Regions from separate parts of the Mus musculus genome. Here regions 2 and 3 are each linked to region 1. A link is a contact called in public Hi-C and promoter capture Hi-C data. All regions are on one chromosome and are shown on one strand. Each heading gives the region's core, a stretch centred on a gene start, on an enhancer-like site or on the middle of the called end of the contact. The rest is flanking DNA. Distances are from core to core; before and after follow the strand shown. Region 1 has its middle 21 kb from the start of Mir877. Region 2 holds the start of 2300002M23Rik (RIKEN cDNA 2300002M23 gene). Region 3 overlaps Trim39 (tripartite motif-containing 39).

Region 1 (3,074 bases), core at 205-2,704:
ACATGGGGGCAGCAACCATCCAGCCCTCACAAACACACAGGCCCACCTTGTGGGAGACCAAACTGCCTGTGGTCACAGCTTTCCTTAACTTCTTCAAGACTCCCATCACTTCAACTTTTTTCTTGTCTCCAACAAGCAGAAGACCCTTTACAGAGAGCTCAATGTTTTCCCTATGTTTTAACTTTTGAGGAAGCTCAGAGTTGAGTGCCTGCTTCTCTTTCACAGGACTAGATCAGTTCTCAGCACCCATATTAGATGGCTCACAGCTATAGAGAATCTGAAGCCCTCTTTGGCCTTTGCACCTTCCCCCCGTGTGCATACATACAGATACATAAACAAAAATGGGAATTAAAAAAATATATATTTTATTTATTTATTTATTTATTTAGGTTTTTTGAGACAGGGTTTCTCTGTATAGCCCTGGCTGTCCTGGAACTCACTTTGTAGACCAGGCTGGCCTCAAACTCAGAAATCCTCCTGCCTCTGCCTCCCAAGTGCTGGGACTAAAGGTAAAGATTTATTTATCATTATTTTACATTAAGTGCACTGTAGCTGTCTTCAGACACCACAGAAAAGGGCATTAGATCTCACTAAGGGTGGTTGTGAGCCATCATGTGGTTGATGGGATTTGAACTCAGGACCTTCAGAAGAGCAGTCAGTGCTCTTACCCTCTGAGCCATCTTGCCAGCACCCAAAATGAGAAATTTTTAAATTAAAAAAAGCTGGGTAGTTGGGCAGTGGTGGCACATGTCCTGGAACCAGCACCATCTCTGGTTCCAGGGATTCCACCTTCTTCTGGTCTCACTGGGCACCCAACTGGTGCAGAACTATGTATGTAGGTAAAATACCCATATAGAAAATAAAATGGAGCCGGTCAGTGGTGGTGCATGCCTTTAATCCCAGCACTTGGGAGGCAGAGGCAGGCAGATTTCTGAGTTGGAGGCCAGCCAGGGCTACACAGAGAAACCCTGTCTCAAAAAACCAAAAATAAATAAATAAAATGAAAAAAATTTGGTGGATTTTGTTATCTATTTGTTTATTAAGATCTCTCTATGTGACCCTGAATGTTCTGGAGCTCACTATACAGACCAGACTGGCCTCAAGCCTACAGAGATCCTATCTCTGTCCCCTCCCCAGTGCTGGATTAAAGGTGTTGTCAATCATACTCAGACTAAATTGAAATTAAAAAAAAAAAAAAAGAGTTATTACCAAGTCCTGCTGTCTCTGCTCAGGACAGCTAGCCATTGGCCTGATGCTGCAGCTTGACAAACTTCAAGGCCAGACTGGTCTACAGAATGAGTTCCAGGGCACCCAAGGCTACACACACACACACACACACACACACACACACACACACACTCTCCAAATAAATATTTTCAGGTCTCAGGGTTCTGAGGAGCTCCCACCCACTGTGAGTGCCTTTCACTTGCAAATGTGTGAAACCTCTCCTCCCTTACAGAAGAGCTTCCTGGCATCTGTCTCAGCTCTACCCCTCTCCCCTTTACCCAGTACCTAGCACAAAGATGAAGCCAGGGTCAGTGAGGTTGCTCGCTCAGTGAGTGAGGTGCCTGCTGCCAGACCTGGCGACCTGAGAGGTTGATCATGTGGTGGAAGGAGAGAGATGATTCCTGAAAGTTCTCTGACTTTCCTGGATACACACCATGATGTGCATTCCCCTCATCCAATAGATACATGTGGATGTACAGATGAAAACTAGATCAACCCAGGTTCTCCAACATTCTAGCATCCCATCTCAACCCCCAGGCAAGCACCCCATGAAGTCCTGTGGCTCTTGACTCTGCTCACTCCCCCCCCTCCCCCCCAGCCATACCTGGCTCCTTCCGTCTTCTAACCTGCCAGTTGGATAGCTGTTCTGCACCTACAAACCTACTTAGTGTCTTGAGATCCCTTCTTAGGGACTCCTTCCCATTCCTTCTTGCCTTCGATGCCTGTCTCCCCTTGTTTGTCAGAGACTAGGAGCAAACTCCTCTATTAGCACCAGCGAGTCTTGGCCCTTGTAACAAACCTTCCAGTGCTACTGAGCCGCTTAAACACTTTTGTTTGTAGGCCAAGTGGTGATGGCAGCAAATAAATACCTTTAAGGCCAGCAATCCCAGGCAGAGGGAGGCGAGAGGATCTCTGATCTGAGTTCAAGGCCAGTCTGCTTTACAGAGTGAGTTACAGGATAGTCAGGGCTACACAGAGAAACCAGGATTCAAAAAAAAAAAAGTTTCTAAAGATGTGGTTTGAATAAGAATGACCTCCATAGTCACCAGGGAGTAAAACTATTTAAAAGGTCTAAAGGATTAGGGGGTGTGGCCTTGTTGGAATAAGTATGTCACTGGGAGTGGACTTCAAGGTTTTAAAGGGCCCAGTACCTTTTTCTCTTTTCCTGTTGTCTGGACTAGGATGTAGTTTCTTCCTTTCTTCCTTCCTTTCTTCCTTTCTTCCTTTCTTCCTTTCTTCCTTTCTTCCTTCCTTCCTTTCTTTCTTTCTTTCTTTCTTTCTTTCTTTCTTTCTTTCTTTCTTTCTTCCTTCCTTCCTTCCTTCCTTCCTTTCTTTCTTTCTTTCTTTCTTTCTTTCTTTCTTCCTTTCTCTCTCTCTCTTTTTTGTTTTTGTTTTGTTTTGTTTTTTGAGACAGGGTTTCTCTGTATAGCCCTGGCTGTCCTGGAACTCACTTTGAAGACCAGGCTGGCCTCGAATCCAGAAATCCACTTGTCTCTGCCTCCCAAGTGCTGGGATTAAAGGCGTGCACCACCATGCCCGGCTTCTCTTTCTCTTTTCTCTCTCTCTTCCTTCTCTCTCTCTCTTTCTCTCTTTCTTTCTTTCTTTCTTTCTTTCTTTCTTTCTTTCTTTCTTTCTTGTCTGAGTTTCTCTGTGTAGCCCTGGCTGCTTTCCTTTCTTTTTTAAAATACATGTATTTATATGAGCACACTGTAGCTGTCTTCAGACACACCAGAAGAGGGCATCTGATCCCATTACAGATGGTTGTGAGCCACCATTGAACTCAGGACCTCTGGAAGAGCAGTCAGTGCTCTTAACCTCCGAGCCATCCTTCCAGCCCCTAGAATGTA
Region 2 (3,074 bases), core at 307-2,806, 370 kb before region 1:
TTCTTATCCTAGAAACCAGACTTATAAAAGATAGGATTTAGGGCAGTGTCTGTCTCTTGGAGGTATTGGAGGCTGCACCGTCTTGCGTTCGTGTGCAGGAATGGGCAGCCAAACATTGTCGCATGGAGGTGCTTTACCTGGTGTTTTTTGGAGAGACTGGGTTGTTAGAGGTTGAGCTTTGCTTTCCAAAGTTCTTGCGTGTTCTGGGCCGCCATCTCAGAATGACTCAGGCTCCCTAACTGCAGTTCAAAAGTAGGGAGACACTTAAAAACCTTGTAACGTGAAAGTCATGCTTTTGGTGTTGATTTTAAAGAAACGGATTGTTTACACTATTAAAATTAGGTTTTGCTTGCCAAAATTGTGGTTGTGCTCCTGTGTTATAAGAGAGACTTAAAAATTATGGTTAAACTGCCAGTGTTCCATTGGCTGCAGCTTGTAGTTCGAGCACAGGCTCAGGATTCTAACTAGCACATATTTGTAATTAAGAAAAAAATCCGGCAGATTGAGATTGTTGCAGGATTTGAGAAAGGTTAATAAAACTATGGAGCTTGTAGGGGCATTGCAGTCTGGCCTGCCTACTCCACACAGAATTATGATGGGTTTGGAGGATTGTTCTTTATTCCTTTGCATCCTGATGATGTAAAGGGTTTGCTTTTAGTTAGTTTGTAGTTTTAAAGAGCCCATGAAGCGATGTCATTGGAAAGTTTTGCCTCAAGGAATGACTAATAGCCATCCATACTTTATGTAAAAAATTTTTGTCGCTGCTTCAATACAAGAAGTTAGGACTTGGGAATTTTTCGGTGTATAGTATTCATATGTAGATGGTATTTTATTAGCTGATCCCTCTGATGGAATTTTACTACAAGGCTTTGCTCTTATACAATGAGCTTTAACATTTTGGAGTAGTTGTTGCTCCAGAAAAGATTCAAGGGCAAATTCTTTTTTTCAATATTTGGAACATAAGTTACAGCCTGAACAAATTGCAGCACAGAAAATTCAAGTAAGAAAAAATAATTTAGTTACTCTAAATGATTTTCGAAGGTTGTTAAGAGACATTAATCAGCTAAGACCTCATCTTAAGCTTACTACAGGAGAACTTAAACCTCTGCTTGGTACCCTCAAGGGGGATGCAAGTCCTAAGTCCCCTCTGACAATGAACTGATGAGGGACGAATAGCTGACTAGCTTCCCAGAAAGTGGAGGAGGCTATTAGTCAATGACAGATACATTATATAGGCTATGATCAATTGATACATTATATAGACTATGATCATTTGATACATTATATAGACTATGATCAATTGTTGGCTGTTTGCATGCCAACAATTGATCATAGTCTATATAATGGTAGAGCATTATAGAGCACCCGGGTGCTCTATAATGGTAGAGCACCTGGGTGAGGAAGGGGCAGGGAGTACCAGGAAGTAGCCAGGTGAGGAACACCCAGTTCCTCAGGAACTTTCAAGTGACACCTGTTGCCACAGACCGAATCAAGAATGAGGGTGGACTGGGCAGATTCATTGTCTCTATAACCACTGTTCCCAGACTGTTTCTGCTGTCCTCCACCCGACCAACAGGATAAAGGCTGCTCTCTTGGGGCCCAGGCAGAAGCAGGAGCTGAGCAAGATGCAGAGCCACGCAGGTGGGAGCCGGGCTCCCCTGGGCTTGCTCCTGATCTGTCTGTGCCTGCCAGGTATGCAGGGTACTGGGGTCCTTGGGAACAGGAATTAAGGGAGAAGGTGAAGGTAGGAGTGTGCACAGTTTTGGAAGGTTGTGCATTTAGGTTCCCGAGGGAAGTGGGGAGTGCCAGTACAGAATCAGGCATTCAGCGAAGGGGCCAGCGAGTCAAAAGAGTAGCGGGCACCAAATCTGACCCATTGGCTGCTTTCTCTTCCGTTTCCTTCAGGTCTTTTTGCACGGAGCACTGGGGCACCAGAGGAGAAAGCCTCCCCACATTCGGGACAACCTTCCTTCACCAGCCTCCTTAACCCTGGACAGCCTCAGCCCAAGCCAGACCCTGTGAATAATGAGTTACTAGGAGTTCTTCCCAGGCTCAGCGAATCTCCACAAGATGGTGCTCTACCTGAGGGCGGCTCTGAGGTGCCCAACGGGCCTCCCTTCTGGGGGCCGCCCCCCATGGAGTCCTGGCCCTCAGAGGACCCTCAGCAAGGGATGGCTGCTGTTGCTGAGGACCAGTTAGAGCAAATGCTGCCAGAAGCCCTGCCATACCTTTCCAGAGGCGGTCGTCTGCCTGAGGCTTCCTCTGCACGGCTCAGGCAACCTTCACTAGCGGCTTCCTACCCTCAGGACTCCGAGGCTGGACTGCAGCCTGGTTCCAGTTCACTGGAAACTGAGGCAGAAGCCTTTGCTCGGAGCCCATTCTGGTTTCTCATCCACAAGCTTCTGCCTGGCTCATCTGGGAGGATCCTAAGGCCTGGAACATCCTGGGGAAGTGGAGGGGCTGGAACTGGGTGGGGAACAAGACCCATGCCATATCCTTCTGGAATATGGGGTAGCAATGGTTTAGTATCAGGTACTAGTTTGGGGGGTAGGGGTCCTTACCCAGTAAGAATCTGGGGGAGAAATGGTTGGTACCCATTAAGGATCTTGGGGGGTAATGGTCGGTACCCCCCAGTAGGGACCTGGGGGGGTTATGGTCAGTACCCCCCAGTAGGGACCTGGGGCGGTTATGGTCAGTACCCCCCAGTAGGGCCCTGGGGCGGTTATGGTCAGTACCCCCCAGTAGGGACCTGGGGGGCCAATTGCCAGTATCCAGCAGGCAGCCGGAGGCCCAATTGTCGATATCCAGCAGGTAGCTGGGGAACTAAAGGTCAGAATCGGCTTCCCCCAGGAGCCAAACGTCCTGGCTCTTCTGGGATCACCCCCTAATCTCACAACTGGTTTGCAGCGGGGTTAGGGCTCAGTTGGGCCCAGTCACGTGGTTTCTCCTTCTCTTTCCATTTTTAAAGCCTCCTCTGTCGACCAGAGCTGGTCGCCAATAAATACAAGCAGTTCTTGAAATCGATTTCTCTCCGCGTCAGTTTCTGGTTGTACCGGTAGTGTACCTGGGGCCTC
Region 3 (3,074 bases), core at 426-2,925, 330 kb after region 1:
ATGTCTGAAGAGGCCAGAGACGGTGTAAGGACCCTGGAGCTGTAGTTAGAGGTTTGTGAGCTGCCATGCGGGTGTCGAGAACTAAGCCTGGTCTTCTTCAAGAGAAGCAAGTGCTCTTGACCACTGAGCCATCTCTCTAGCTTCAAGCACATAATTTCTGAAAAGACAGAAGGATATTAAGGATGTAAAAAAAAATTAGGCTTGGTGTGGTGGTATATGCCTTTAATACCAGCCCTCAGAAGACAGAGGCAGGTGGATCTCTGTGAGTGAGGCTAGCCTGGTCTACAAGGTGAGTCCAGGACAGCCAGGGCTGTTATAATAGAACAGCCCCGTCTAGAAAAACCAAAAAAGAAAAACTAACAAACAACACCCCCCCAAAAGGGGAAAAAACCCAACTAACTACCCCAAAATCAAAAAAAAAAAAAAAAGCAAAAAAAAAAAAAAAAAAAAACCCAAACAAAACAAATGGAAGGGATGATAGAAACCTGAGCTGCCCCGCTCTAGAAAAATGCCCTTAGCACATACCTGGAAGAAAACCTTGGATTACAGAAATAGAGTAAGAGAGGGTGCACTCCATACTGACAGCACGGCCTGCACATAGCTAGATTGTATTTGACCTGAGGAACTATACAGGAGCAAAGGTCGAACCTTAAGCATCTCGAAGCCTGACTGTAAGCACTTGCCCTCCACCTCAGCAGCTAAGTGGGCAAGGTCCCGGCGCCTGTCCCCAAGGTGAGCAGCATTTTCTCGAAGTCGCTGTAGAATGTCCTGTTCTTCTTCCTCCAGTCGTGAAAGCAGTGTCTGCTGCTCTTCGTCCAGTCGCCTGTGCAGCTCCTCAAACTCCTTTAAGATCTGCTGCCGGCGGCTCTCCACCAGTCTCTGAGAACAAGGGAGGAGGCTATCAGGACCAGAAGGCACGAGGGGGTCTCCCAGATCCACCAGGCTCAGGACAGACTTCTTTGTCACTGGGAAGACTTTAACAGCACACTTGCTTCTCTTCCTGTAAGGGACACTGTTACCTGCATGACCCCAACAGACAACTCACAGGGCAAATCAGTGGATAGATTTAAATCAATCAGTACTTAGCTTTATAAAATCTGAAACGTGCTTTTGCTAACGGTACATACTTTTACTTCTAACAAACATCCTTGAAGCTTGAGAGTTTAGGACTCAAACAGCAGTTGGATCACTTTCTGAGGGTTATCAGCATGCCCTCCCCTAGGCCTTCCTGCAAGTGACCTTCCCCAGTATAGCAGTCTCAAGTCTTTTGACTGAAAGGGAAGCATCAACTCAGAAGAGTAGCAGAGTGGACTGAAAGATGCAGACAGAGAGAGAGGTTGGGCTCAGGCTCAAGAATAGTGGGTGACACACCAAAGCCTGTAGGCCTCAGAACGCAGCCATGGATCTGAAACTATGCCAAGCAGATGGCAGACTAGCTTTCATTACAGGGTCACTAGTTGCTGTCTCAGGCAGGCAATGGCACGATGCATTCTCACTTTTGTCCTGAACAGATTCTCAACATGTGTGGTATTATGAGCACTCTAATGAATTATATTCCTTAGCAGTATGTTTTTGGGGCCAGAGAGAAGACTCAGTGGTTAAAAATGCTTGCTTCCTGGGCTGGGTGTGGAGGCCCATGCCTTTAATCCCCGGAGGCAAATTCCTGAGTTGGAATCTCTGAGTTCAAGGACAATTTGGTCTACAAGGAGTCCAGATAGTCAGGGCTCTGTAACACAGAGAAACCCTGTCACTAAAAAAACAAACAAACAACAAACAAACAAACACTTACTTCTCTTCTAGAAGTCCTGAGCTTGGTTTCCAACACTCATACTAGATAGTACATAACTGCCAGTATCCCTATTTCCAGGGGACCCCATTTGTCAACTTCTGGTCTCTGAGAGAATGTACACACACACACACCGGAACACTGTATGTTGCCTCTCTTAGACTTCACATTGTCATCAAGAGCATGGCTGCTTGTGGTGTTGGGCTCACCTCTGCTCAGGAGCCAGTACTTGGTGAACTCATAGTGTCACATAAGCTGTAAGCAGGGAGGGGCTTTTAGGGAAGTCAGAATCAAATAGCCACATACTGGATTAGTAATTAAAATCACTTTTAACTGGGAGTGGTGTGTATAACTTTAATCTCAGTATTTAGGAGGCAGAGGCAGACAGATCTCTGAGTCCCAGGCTAGCCAGACCCACATAATGAAACTATCACAAAAAAAAAAATTTAAAAATTACTCTCTGATGTTATTAGATATTGCAATCACTTTAGAATTATATAGATAGGCTATCTTATCTGGACTTTTACTTAAAAAATGTTGATTTCTGTATAGCTAATTAGAAACTCCATCCCCACCCAGGATGTACAATCTCACAAGCCCATACTGGCCTGTGCTGGCTGTGAATTTGTGATTTGGATATTGGGGTTCCAGCCCCAGCCTCCTCTGGTTACAGGTGTGAACTGTCATGCCTAGTTCACAAACTTGTGTTTCTGTCTGCTGTGTTGGGGAACGGACGCTATACCCTCAGCCTCTACACAGTTTAAAACTGTGCATTTTATTTTTGAGACAGGGTCTTCTGAAGTCTTGGCTATCCTCACTTGTAACCCTCCTGTCTTAAGTCTCCGGACTATTGGGATTAGATGTCCTCATCACCAAGCCTTGCTCCTACAAACTATTTTAAAAGAACAAGGGGGTAAGAAGGGGAGGAAGATGAATTCAAACAGTCGTGAAAGGAATGTTTTGAATTACACTCTTAAAGATCACTGAATAAAAATGAATAATTGAAAACAACAACTGTACTTTGGTTAAAACATTATCATGGTGAATGCCCTCCATATGTTCCCGTATTTCACCACTTGGTTCACAGTTGGTAGCCCTTGGGATCTTTGCAAAGGTTATAGAACCTTGTGGAGGTAGAGCTTTGCAGGAGGAAGTATGTCACTAGGGGGCAGGCTTTGCGGGTTTACCCTACTTCCTGTTTGCTCTACTTCCTATGTAGGGTAAAAATCTGATCAGCCGATCAGCAGGCTTCTTGTTCCTACAGGTATACCCTGCCTTCCCGGCCATT

Evidence for each region. Promoter capture Hi-C pulls out the DNA fragments that hold promoters and counts their contacts. Hi-C and Micro-C count contacts between places; a contact is called where the count stands out from the background.
Region 2: a Hi-C map of embryonic stem cells shows a contact between it and region 1, with 11 times the contacts expected there. The contact joins the promoter of 2300002M23Rik here to the enhancer-like site in region 1. A contact is called at or near these places in 6 of 484 Hi-C or Micro-C datasets (the G1E-ER4 cell line, embryonic stem cells, palatal mesenchyme and 1 more), 2 of 115 datasets of contacts at active chromatin or transcription factors (both in embryonic stem cells) and 1 of 9 other capture datasets (embryonic stem cells).
Region 3: a contact with region 1 is called in a promoter capture Hi-C map of embryonic stem cells, with 12 times the contacts expected there. The contact joins two enhancer-like sites. A contact is called at or near these places in 3 of 39 promoter capture datasets (cranial neural crest, embryonic stem cells and pre-B cells), 2 of 484 Hi-C or Micro-C datasets (nephron progenitors and olfactory sensory neurons), 1 of 115 datasets of contacts at active chromatin or transcription factors (large pre-B cells) and 1 of 9 other capture datasets (liver).

Annotation. Positions count from the first base shown.
Region 1 is chr17:35,937,892-35,940,965 of GRCm38.p6, forward strand. No RefSeq gene overlaps it. Among named protein-coding and RNA genes, the nearest start is that of Mir877, 21 kb to the right of the region's middle. Within about 2 kb of position 1,455, at least 11 of the 459 cell types and tissues checked have an H3K27ac peak or open chromatin away from gene starts, as enhancers often do. A contact at or near this core is called in embryonic stem cells, where this site is marked.
Region 2 is chr17:35,565,929-35,569,002 of GRCm38.p6, forward strand. It overlaps 2300002M23Rik (RIKEN cDNA 2300002M23 gene), which reads left to right and starts at 1,557. Exons shown (of 2, transcript NM_175148.3): 1 at 1,557-1,692; 2 at 1,906-3,017. The coding sequence starts at 1,626. The coding sequence ends at 2,888.
Region 3 is chr17:36,263,081-36,266,154 of GRCm38.p6, forward strand. It overlaps Trim39 (tripartite motif-containing 39), which reads right to left. Exons shown (of 7, transcript NM_178281.1): 4 at 649-879. Among named protein-coding and RNA genes, the nearest start is that of Rpp21, 6.8 kb to the left of the region's middle. Within about 2 kb of position 1,676, at least 33 of the 459 cell types and tissues checked have an H3K27ac peak or open chromatin away from gene starts, as enhancers often do. A contact at or near this core is called in embryonic stem cells, where this site is marked.